Regions from separate parts of the Ovis aries genome. Here region 1 is linked to region 2. Evidence: chromatin contacts called from public Hi-C data. All regions are on one chromosome and are shown on one strand. Each heading gives the region's core, a stretch centred on a gene start, on an enhancer-like site or on the middle of the called end of the contact. The rest is flanking DNA. Distances are from core to core; before and after follow the strand shown. Region 1 overlaps KNTC1 (kinetochore associated 1). Region 2 overlaps HIP1R (huntingtin interacting protein 1 related).

Region 1 (5,532 bases), core at 36-2,535, 190 kb before region 2:
AAGCATATTAAAATATTTAGCCTACATTTTGTTAACATCCATTAGTAACTTCCTTTGTTCATTTCCAGTCTATTGTGATCAATGGCGTAAGATTACTTTTTTCAAAAAGGGAGAGTATTGATTCAGGAGGCAAGTTTGTGGCCCTTAGAATGTATCTGTTTTTCTCTGATCATAGTTGTCTAAAATGCAAAATAACCTCATACATAGATTTTTAGCAATATAGTTAAGCCTTTTCTGTAGTTTGTCAAACAATTTTCTGTTTAAAACACTGACACTCATAAAAATGCTTGTGTTTCTTCCCATTTAGATGTTTAATGGATCCTAATAGATCAAAGTTTTTTCAAGAAGAACAAGAAGTTTGGAATCTGTTAATAACTGACACTATTTATTACAGTTTTTAAATTGTGCAATCTGTGTGCAATAGCTATTGTCAAATATTCCCCAAGAAGTAATAACTAAGATGCTTAATAACAGCAGAACTGCCTGATAAACAACTCATGTCCCAAATTAATAAATCTTTTCCTTGCCAGTTACGTGCATAACTTGTAGAGACTCTGTTTTTTTGTACTCTATATGAAGAAAAGTATTTTGTTCTCCCAATAAGTAAAGCAACTGCTTACATCCTTCTCTTCCACCTATGTAAATAAGAATATCAGTTTCTTTTTTTTTTTTAAGTCTTTATTGAATTTGTCACAATATCGTTTCTGTTTTATGTTTTGGTTTCTTGGCCACAAGGCCTGTGGGATCTTAGCTCCCCGACCAGGGATCAAACCTATGTCACCTGCATTCGAAGCTGAAGTCTTAACCACTGGACCGTCAGAGAAGTCCCAGAATATCAGTCTTTTTAACTGATAGTCATTCGAGTAAATATGTCTATAATCTTTGCTGCCGTGTGTATCCATCAGTGGCCAGCCAGATGTACAGAAACCACTCTAGATAGTTGAAGCGGAGAAGGATTGAGTGTCAGGAACTGATTACAAAGGTGTCAAGAGGACTGAAAGGCAAAAGGGAGATGAAGAAGGGGCACTGGAGAAGCCAAAGGGAAGGGGCTATTAGCCTAACATCAGAACCTGCCTTTGGGGACTTCCCTGGCGGTCCAGTGGTGAAGACTCAGTGCTTCCCATGCAGGGGGCTCGGCTTCCATCCTTGGTCTGGGAACTAAGATTCTGCAGCAGCACATAAAGTGGGAAAAAAAAGAGAAGAAGCTGCTTTGGCTCTGAGCCGGGGATGCTGCTGTTCCAGAGACTGAGCCTCCTCCCCCTGGCACTGCTGCCCCTGCAGCCCTTGGTTATCCTCCGCTAGTGCTGCACTGCCAAGCCCCCCCTCCAGTAGGCAAAAAAAAACAGCAGCATTTTGCTTTCAGCAACCTTCTAATTCCCGTGCCTGTGCCAAGAAATGACAGAGCTAAACAGAAGCCATCTGGCAAGGAGCCTGAGAGATGAAGGCTGCAGGCTGTAAGCCCCTGGCAGGACAGGAAGGAAGCTGGCTGGAAGGGCTGCGTGAAGCTGCAAACCTTCCACCCAGCACACAGAAATGTTAATCACACTTCTTTTGGTTCTACTTGTGAATAAACTGGAGCTGATAATACTAGAATTCATTTGCCTTTGTTTGGCTTGTTGAGAAAAATGTTTCTGTATAGGAAAGTCAACGTAATACGATTAAAAACATGGGTTTTGGATAAATAACAAGTCTGGGTTTGACCCCCCTGGTTCCATCACCTACTGTGATTTCCAAAGGTCTTCACGAAACCTTATTCCTACCAGAAACAGATGTCTCCTTTACTGCATCCTCCCAAAAGGTGGGCAGTTTTTCTTTTTAAAACTTTTTGCTAATTTGATCAGTGAAAATAGTGTCTCGGTATTTACGTTTGTATTTCTTTAGCATCTATGTGATTAATCCTTAAGAAAACTGTAATTATAAGGCTGAGCTCACAAGTAGAGCCTGTGATTGTTATTCTTGGGCATAAATGTGCAAGGAACAAAAGGGTCATGTGGTGGCACTAGAACGTAACAAATGGAAATGACCGTTCCGCTTCATCAGCAGTCGCCAACCTTTTTGGAACCAGGGACTGGTTTTGTGGAAGATAGTTTTTCCACAAATGGGGGTTGGGGAGTGGGTGTGGTTTCGGGATGATTCAAGCACATTACATTTATTGTGCGCTTCATTATTATGACATTGTGATGTATAATGAAGTAATTACATAGCTTACTATAATGCAGAATCAGTGGGAGCCCTGAGCTTGTTTTCTTGCGCTCAAGCAGTAATGCGAGCAATAGGGAGTGGCAGTAAATATAGATGAAGCTCCACTTGCTCGCCCGCTGCTCACCTCCTGCTGTGTGGCCTAGTTCTTAACAGGGCACCTGCCGGTACTGGTCCATGGCCCAGGGGGTTGGGAACGCCTGCACTTCCTGGGCTCAAGCTGGGCTAAAAAGGATTTCTTTCTCCATCTTAACACTGGTTTCATTGTTCAGAGTAAAGTTCTGGATGTTAACTAGATTTATTGTGGTGATCACTTCATCAAATATACAAATAATGAGTTATGTACACCTGAAACTATTATTACATGTCAGTTATCCGTCAATACAATAAAATAAAATAATTTTAGATTAGGAATCATGTCAAGTTGGTGGAAGATGAATAGACATGCACACAAGTTCTGATAGGGAGCAGGTTAGCTTTTTTATTTTTTAAGCTTATTTTATTTTTTGGCTGTGGTGGGTCTTCGTTGCTGCATTCAGGCTTTCTCTAGTTGAGGCGAGCAGGGTCTACTCTTCGTTGCAGTGTTTAGGCTTCTCATTGCAGCCGCTTCTCTTGTTGAGGAGCACAGGCTCTAGGCACACAGGCTCAGTAGTTGTCATGCAAGGGCTTAGTTACTCCTCAGCATGTGGAATCTTCCAAGACCAGGGATCAAACCCCCGTGGCCCTTGCATCATCAGGCAGTTTCTTAACCACTATATCACCAGGTAAGCCCACAGGTTAGCTTTTAATATGCCCATGAAGTGGTTTTTTGCTATTGGGCTGGAAGAAGCACAAGCTGGAATCAAGATTGCCGGGAGAAATATCAATAACCTCAGATATGCAGATGACACCACCCTTATGGCAGAAAGGGAAGAGAAACTAAAAAGCCTCTTGATGAAAGTGAAAGAGGAGAGTGAAAAAGTTGGCTTAAAGCTCAACATTCAGAAAATTAAGATCATGGCATCTGGTCCCATCACTTCATGGCAGATAGATGGGGAAACAGTGGAAACAGTGTCAGACTTTATTTTTGGGGGGCTCCAAGATCACTGCAAACGGTGACTGCAGCCATGAAATTAAAAGATGCTTACTCCTTGAAAGAAAAGTTATGACCAACCTAGATAGCATATTGAAAAGCAGAGACATTACTTTGCCAACAAAGGTCCGTCTAGTCAAGGCTCTGGTTTTTCCTGTGGTCATGTGTGGATGTGAGAGTTGGACTGTGAAGAAAGCTGAGCACCGAAGAACTGATGCTTTTGAACTGTGGTGTTGGAGAAGACTTTTGAGAGTCCCTTGGACTGCAAGGAGATCCAACCAGTCCATTCTGAAGGAGATCAGCCCTGGGTGTTCTTTGGAAGGAAAGGTGCTAAAGCTGAAACTCCAGTACTTTGGCCACCTCATGCGAAGAGTTGACTCATTGGAAAAGACTCTGATGCTGGGAGGGATTGGGGGCAGAAGGAAAAGGGGACGACAGAGGATGAGATACCTGGATGGCATCACCGACTTGATGGACATGAGTTTGAGTGAACTCCGGGAGATGGTGATGGACAGGGAAGCCTGGCATGCTGCGGTTCATGGGGTTGCAAAGGGTCGGACACGACTGAGTGACTGAACTGAAATATATTTGAATTTAAGTTCAAATACATAATTAGGATCTTTTTTATTATTATATCTATTGTATTTTTATTAGCCATGACCATTATTTTTATTTTCCACTCATCTCCATACAGCCATTCTCCATCCCCTTCTCTAAGCATATTCTAAAAACTCAGGCTCAGTGGATGTGGCTCATGGGCCTGAGAGCTCATGGGCTCAGTAGTTGTAGTACACAGGCTTAATTGCTCCGAGGCATGTGGAATTCTCCCAGACCAAGGATCGAACCCGTGTCCCCCATACTGGCAGGCGCATATATCCACTGCACCACCAAGCATGTCAGTAGACAAAGATCTTGATGAAACTTTAAAAATTTTATATTCTGGGACTTCCTGGTGGTCCAGTAATTAAGACTCCATGCTTCCACTGCAGGGGTGCTGGTTTGGTCCCTAGTCGGGGACTTAAGATCCCCACATGCCCATGTAGCACTGCCCCAAAAATTACATTTTAAGACAAGAAACATTGAAACGAAACTTTATCTGCTTGTGTTGGCCTCCTCCCTCCCCTCCAGTATGCACTGCGCATCATTATGCATCAACCAGACCTACCCTGTGGCAGAAATACCCGCTCAGCCATAAAACCCAATTTTTCTTCTGGCACTAGCCATGTAACTAGAAGATACCATTCCTTTCTCAGTCCTATAAAGTGTCATGATGACCCACCACTCACATCGTATGTGCAGATATCTTCAGTGAGTGCTATGTAAAATGCCAATATATTGGTTTCCTTATAATGATTGGTTCAGTACAGACTGGTCAGACGACCTGGGAAAATACTGGGCCACACCTAATGGAATTTTTTAACTTAAATGCTTATGACCTTATTGATGTTACTAGCTATATTATATGTATTCTGCCTAATTCACAAGATTATTGTTTCTTGCATGGCCAAATGTGTGATTGGTCCTCAGATAAAATGAATGATGACTAGGTGACTTTGAGATGATGGATAATATTGTTCTACAAGATCAACGATTGTAATAGTGTAGCTCTAGATATGGAAAGAAGCAACAGAAAGAACCATTTTCTAGACCATAGCAGACCAGTAAGAGGTAGTGCAGAGGCCTTTGGTTATAGTTAATAGGGCCTAGTCCAGTAACGTCTGCGTGTGTGTGCTCAGTCATGTCTGTCTGTGACCCCATGGACTGTAGGCCCCCAGCTTGTGTGTGTGAGTGTGTGTGTATATGCGCGCTCAGTCATGTCTGACTGACTGTGACCACATGGACTGTAGCCCACCAGGCTCCTCTGTCCATGGAATTCTCCAGGCAAGAATATCAGAGTGGGTTGTCATTTCCTTCTCCAAGTCCAGTAGTAACACAGCACCCTGCCCCCTACAAAAAGGAAAAAAGGCCCATCAATGAAATCCACACCTGACCTGGAAATGAACATTCCTAGCATTGTGGGACAAATTGGTCACAAAATACCTTCCAAACCTTGATTGCAATTAAGACTGAAAGAAAGGAGTTATAAAATAAAGAATGGTGCCCACCATCCAGTTCTACAAAAATCAAGTCATTAACTGCTATAGTCACTGACCTACAATACACCCTTAAAGGAATTCAGGGCCAAGATCAAGCTGATCTTTGTGCTCTGGGAAAACTGGCAGAACTGGCCCTCAGATTGTTAGATATTTTCAGGAGAGAAT
Region 2 (5,846 bases), core at 62-2,561:
TAAGTGCAGGGCCTGCCGCTGCGGGGCACAGGTTGGGGAAAGAGCACTGCCCCAGGCTGGCCCCCAGGCTCTGTAGGGCAGCCGGGGCAGAATCCATCCACTCTGCCTGACTCCCGGATGCCTCGTCCCCCAGGAGCTGAAGCCCAAGAGCCTGGACGTGCGTCAGGAGGAGCTCGGGGCTATGGTGGACAAGGAGATGGCGGCCACATCCGCGGCCATTGAGGATGCGGTGCGGAGGATCGAGGTGAGGACCAGGGGCGGGGGCAGGGGCAGGAGCCCCGGGTGCGCCTCCCTCTGCGGGAGGGCCCGCCAGCCTCTGCAGGTCAGAGGTGAGGGGCGGCTGGGGCCTGGCTCTCCCGCCGAGGCTCTGTGGCTGGTGGGGTGGTAGGGGCTGGCCAGCGCCGGTGTCCCCCTTCGTCGCATGCTGCCCTCCTCCCAGCCCACTCAAAGATCTTATTGTTGGGTGTAGGACATGATGAACCAGGCCCGCCATGCCAGCTCTGGGGTGAAGCTGGAGGTGAATGAGAGGTGAGCCCCACTTGTGCCTCCCAGTCTCCCCGGGACGGGTTCCTCAGTTTTCCCGGATCTGGGGAGGTGGGTTATGCCCCTCTGACTGCACACCCTGCCCTGTGGCCCCACCTGCTGTGTGCCCACAAGGCCAGGCCGAGCTCCCTGGCTCCCCGTGGCTTCCAGGGCCATAGTGCAGACCCTTTTCCCTCGTTCCCCGTCCCTCCTGCTCCTCCCAGGATCCTCAACTCCTGCACGGATTTGATGAAGGTGAGTGGCTGGCTGAGACCCAGGCTGGGCGGGCTCTGTACCTGGCAGGGCCGCCCAAGGGTGACTTGTGTCTTGATCTTGGCAGGCCATCCGGCTCCTGGTGACAACATCCACCAGCCTGCAGAAGGAGATCGTGGAGAGTGGCAGGGTGAGCTGGGCTGCTGGTGGGATGGGGCATCCCTGGCTGAGCCAGGTGGGGCCCCTTCCTTAGTGGGCAGGCTGCACAGCTCAGCCATCGAGGACAGATTCCTGCAAGGGGCCTGACTCCAGAGCCCTCTTTGTCCCAAATCACCCCGTGGTTTAAGATTCCCCCCAGGGCTCCTTTTGGGCGTGAGACCCCTGCAGTGTGCAGAGTGGCGGCAGCTGGTCCTCCCCCAGGGCCTGCAGCGTGCCTAGGAACCACAGCCCAGGGGTGCGCCCCTGTGGCTGGGTGACGGGAGAAGGGCTCACCCCTGGGGATCTGGTGTCCCCCTGGTGACATCCTTGACTGGTCCGCCCTGTCCTCCTGTCACCACTAGGGGGCAGCCACGCAGCAGGAATTTTATGCCAAGAATTCAAGGTGGACGGAAGGCCTGATCTCTGCCTCCAAGGCTGTGGGCTGGGGAGCCACCCAATTGGTGTATGTTGCCCCAGGTCTGGGGGTGGGGTGGAGGGGGCAAGGTGGGGGTGCTCAGGGTTTGGGGAGGGGGCGTGGGGGTGCCTGGCTGTCCAGGGGGTCGGAGACCCAGGCCATATCCCTCCCCCCGGCCTCTGCCCCCAGGGAGTCGGCGGACAAAGTGGTGCTGCACACGGGCAAGTACGAGGAGCTCATCGTCTGCTCTCACGAGATCGCAGCCAGCACAGCCCAGCTGGTGGCGGCCTCCAAGGTGAGGCTCCCCTGGAGACTGACCGCGGGGTGGTGGTGCACACGGTGGGCCCATCCCTGAGCCATCCCTGAGCCCCCCACGCCCCCCAGGTGAAGGCCGACAAGCACAGCCCCCACCTGAGTCGCCTGCAGGAGTGCTCGCGCCGCGTCAATGAGATGGCCGCCAACGTGGTGGCCTCCACCAAGTCGGGCCAGGAGCAGGTCGAGGACAGAGGTGGGCGCTGGGGTCCTCGTGGGGTGGGGTGGGGGTGGGGAAGGCACGCAGATGCTGACCCACCCCGCTCTGCCCTCAGACACCATGGACTTCTCCGGCCTCTCCCTCATCAAGCTGAAGAAGCAAGAGATGGAGACCCAGGTAGCTGCCCTCCCGCCTCTGCCCCCGCCCCGTCCCCTCTCCCTGGGGCAGGGCCCAGCCTGCTGAGCTGCTGTGCGGGGCTGCAGGTGCGGGCCCTGGAGCTGGAGAAGACACTGGAGGTGGAGCGTGTGCGGCTCGGGGAGCTGCGGAGGCAGCACTACCTGCTGGCTGGGGCCACAGGGGCACCGGGCGAGGAGGAGCCCAGCCAGCCCAGCGCCGCCCCCCGCAGCGGGACCAAGAAGCCGCCCTTGGCCCAGAAGCCCAGCGTGGCGCCAAGGCAGGACCACCAGGTGCCCGGCCGGTGGGGGGTGATGGGAGGGGCCCTGGGGTGCTGTCCTGGCATCTGCTCCCGGGTCCGTGGGGCACTGGCCCTTGGGGTCAGTCAGACACCACTGGGTGGGAGCAGACACGCTGCCCGGCACTCCGGGGAGCAAGGCAGGGGCCCAGGGCTCTTCCCGCGGGAGGTGCAGGGGGGCCCTGACCCAGGGTGTGTCCTGCACTCCTGGCGGTGGCCATTGAGCCCCCTCACCTTTGACTCTTGCAGCTCGACAAGAAGGATGCCAGCTACACAGCTCAAGTCGTGAACTAAGCCCCCTCCAAGGGGTCTGGCGGGGAGGCTGACGGGAGACCTGGGCCTCATGGCTGAGGTGCCTCTGAGAGGCCCGGCTGCCCCCCAGGTGCCCAAGCCCTTGGCCCCCAGCCCTCGCTGAGGGCTGACCACGTGCCCAGGACTGACCGAGGCTGTCCTCCTGGATGAGAGCCTGTTTATCTGCAACAGGGACTGCTGAGAGAAGCCAGGCCCCAGCAGCCTGAGCCACAGCTCCTCGGGAAATACACAGAGCGTTTCGAATATTCTGAGCTAGACCTTTTGTTGAGTTTGTGTTCAGCACGCTGGAAGGCAGGGCGGCTCCCTGCCCTCTGGACCTGCGGTCTGAGGTTAGAGATGAATGGCACACAGTCCGTGCTGGCTGCTGGGGATGGGTGAGAGGTCACTTGTTTGTAGCCCTCTTGGGGTGTGGGCTCCCGGGAGACAGGACTAGTATGGCCCCAGGCAAAGCAGGATTGGGTATCACCCCTTTCTCCCTGGGCCTCGCCCTAGGGCGTCAGTGATGGGGCGTGCCCAGCACAGGGAGGTGACCTTTACCTGGGAGAGGCGGGCCCCGCACCCACTGGCCACAGGTGCTGCCATCCTCCCGGACTGTGCAGTGACCCTCCTCCTTCCTGTTGTTCACTCCCCCGATCTGCCGGCCCTGCCCGGGAGCCTTCTCCCCTTGCCCACCGCCTTCCTCCCTTTGGCGCGCCCACCCCTGGGAGGCTTCCAGCCTTCCTGGAGGCCTCCCCAGCTCAGCCACACAAGGCCCAGAAGCCAGGAGCCACCTGCCCACTCTGGATCAAAAGTACCTCCTGCTCCCCAGGAAGGGGAGCGTTTGGATGAGTGTGCTCCCCTGCCACCCCCCTCCTCCTGGGAAAGGGGGAGACCCCAGGTCTGAGAGGAGCACCAGGAGCAGCTCGGTTTGCTCTGCGTGTAGTTATTTCCTTGTGTTGAAGGGTCCTACTGGCAATAAAACGCACTGACTGTTGTCACCCTTGGCCCCCGTGAGGGGCCGCGTCTGGTGCTTCATCTCTCTGTGGCCAGGACACTCGGGAGGGAAGGGGCCCACTGAGTCTGTGCAGTGGAGCACTCGGGGCTACAGAAAGCCTTGCTGGTGCTTTTTCTGCCAAGAGGTGTCCAACTCGTTTCCCAAGGGGAGGGCTGTGACTCTGGGGCACCTGTTTGCTGAGTCTTAGGGCTTTTCCCTAAGAGGCCTCTGTTCCCAGCCAGAGGCCCCCACCCAGCCCTGTGGGAAGCTGTACCCCTTTCAGAAAGGGAGGGGTGAGGCCGATTCCTGGCAGTTGAGACTTTCACCTGAATGCTGCACGTCTGAGCATGGTGGTGAGCCTGACTCCTGGCTGCAGCTGACTGTAGTGGCGACATGGAGTCTTTAAACTGGGGAACTCACTGGGTGTCGAGGTTCCGCAGAGTGCAGTGGGCTGCACCCACCTTCCCCAGCAGCACCTTGGGCACAGCCTTGGCCAGCTGTCTCAGAAACCATGGCCTCCCCACTGGCCGCCAGCACTTGGGGAACCCAAGGACGATGCAGGTCGGGGGAGAAGCAGGTCACCTTGGGTGGGTGGCTTGTGCCCCGTGGCCTCCTGCAAGCACCCTGCTCCGGGGCTGTGGTTTCCTGACCACAAGGTGCGAGGGGCAGGTGAGGTCAGGTGAGAAAGGGCTCCGGCGAGCTGGAAGGGCACAGGGAGGGAACAGCGTCTGACCGTCTGCTAGGGAGATGGTTTCAGCCAACAGACCGACGCACCGGTTCTCGCACCAAATCTAAACCAGTGCAGAAGCGTGCGTGCTGACTACACTCAGGACCCCAGCGGATACACCTTTCCGTGGAGCCCCCACCAGTGAGCACACCACCTCCCACTCTGGCTGGGGCTGGGCCCTGGCCCAGAGGGGGAGAGATCAGATGGGGCTGCGAGGAGGAGCGAAGTGCACTGTCCAGCCCGCTGAGGGTAGACTACAGATCTGCCTGTAAGCTTCCTAGCAACCACCGGGCAAAGAGAAAGCCATCAGACATTCTTGTAAACAAAAGCAAGTTGCTTTCTCAGCAGAAGCCGCCCTCTCACAGGAAAACCACCGCGTTTCCTCGACACCCTCAGCACCATGAAGGGAACGCCGTCTGTTTCATGCAGACAGCGATAGGGAAGCTTCCGTGTGGTGGCTCCAGCGCTCGCACGCCTGAGCTCCTCCCAGGGGCACAGAGGCCGCGGCGCAGCTCAGCCTGGGGCCACAGCCCGAGGTTCCCCCTGCCACCCTCCAGCAGCGCACGATGCTGCCACGGGCCCCCTCCGAACACCTGTGGGTGAGCCTCTGGAGCTCTAGTCTACCTGAAATCAGCAGACAACGTCCTCACCAGAGCTCCCAGCGGCTGGCCTGAACCCAGAGGGCACCCTGAGTGCCCTGCTCTGAGGCGCTGGCAGGGCAGCCCAGACCCCAAAGGCACCTTCTGATGGAGGAGGGAACGTGCTATCCTCTTGACATACCTTGAGAGGCTGATTAAAAAACAATGCTGCTGTGAGGGCTGGGGCTCCTGGGCCAGGCGGACACCTCAGCCACCTCCATGGCCTTCTGTGTCTTAACTTCAACCACCTTACCGGTCCACTTCGCTGTGGGAATGCTGACTGCTGAGACGCCAGAACCAGACACAGCACAAGGCTCCCCAGGCAAATGAAGGGCGGGCAGTTATTAACAATTTTCTATTTATTAAAAAGGATCTTACAGCTTTACAGCCACAGCTCAGATGTGGCCCTGGAGAGACGGCGAGGCCAGCTTGGCGGCCCCTTCCCCCCATCAACGCCGACCGAGCTCATGCGTTTGGCTGCACCCCTGGTAGGAGGCGGGCACCCCCAACGGTGGGGCGGACGGCAGAGGTACGGGGTGGTGGCACCACTCTCGAGGTTCAGATGTGGCAGGCCCACCTGATTGGCAGGGCAGTAAGTCGACCTGTACAGTTGTTCTCTTGAAAAACAGTTAACGATACAGCAGAGTTCAAGTCCAGGAGGAGAAATGTACAGTCACTGAGGACAAAGGGTGGTGGCCTTGCCCACGGCCTGCTAGGCCAGACCCGTCTGAGCACCGCCTGGATTTTGTCCTCTGGGCTGCGGCCTGCTGGCGAGTCATGGGTCCGAGTTCCACCACTCAACACAGCTTTTTCTGTCAGCAGGTGGAGGGGGTCACCACCACCCCCAACCCCCTGCCCCAGCTGGGCCCTGGGAATCCGGCACACACAGCACATGCAGACGAGC

The links. Hi-C and Micro-C count contacts between places; a contact is called where the count stands out from the background.
Region 1: a Hi-C map of hypothalamus shows a contact between it and region 2, with 6 times the contacts expected there. The contact joins two enhancer-like sites. A contact is called at or near these places in 4 of 16 Hi-C or Micro-C datasets (hypothalamus, muscle and tail adipose tissue).

The regions. Positions count from the first base shown.
Region 1 is chr17:52,887,119-52,892,650 of ARS-UI_Ramb_v3.0, reverse strand. KNTC1 (kinetochore associated 1) reads left to right here. Exons shown (of 61, transcript XM_060401137.1): 61 at 1-539. Among named protein-coding and RNA genes, the nearest start is that of HCAR2, 52 kb to the right of the region's middle. Within about 2 kb of position 1,285, at least 19 of the 54 cell types and tissues checked have an H3K27ac peak or open chromatin away from gene starts, as enhancers often do. A contact at or near this core is called in hypothalamus, where this site is marked.
Region 2 is chr17:52,701,111-52,706,956 of ARS-UI_Ramb_v3.0, reverse strand. It overlaps HIP1R (huntingtin interacting protein 1 related), which reads left to right. Exons shown (of 32, transcript XM_027956451.2): 23 at 134-244; 24 at 470-528; 25 at 747-777; 26 at 863-925; 27 at 1,296-1,396; 28 at 1,538-1,643; 29 at 1,733-1,856; 30 at 1,936-1,997; 31 at 2,084-2,287; 32 at 2,542-3,581. The coding sequence ends at 2,586. It overlaps VPS37B (VPS37B subunit of ESCRT-I), which reads right to left. Exons shown (of 4, transcript XM_027956452.2): 4 at 5,284-5,846. Among named protein-coding and RNA genes, the nearest start is that of HIP1R, 26 kb to the left of the region's middle. Within about 2 kb of position 1,311, at least 16 of the 54 cell types and tissues checked have an H3K27ac peak or open chromatin away from gene starts, as enhancers often do. A contact at or near this core is called in hypothalamus, where this site is marked.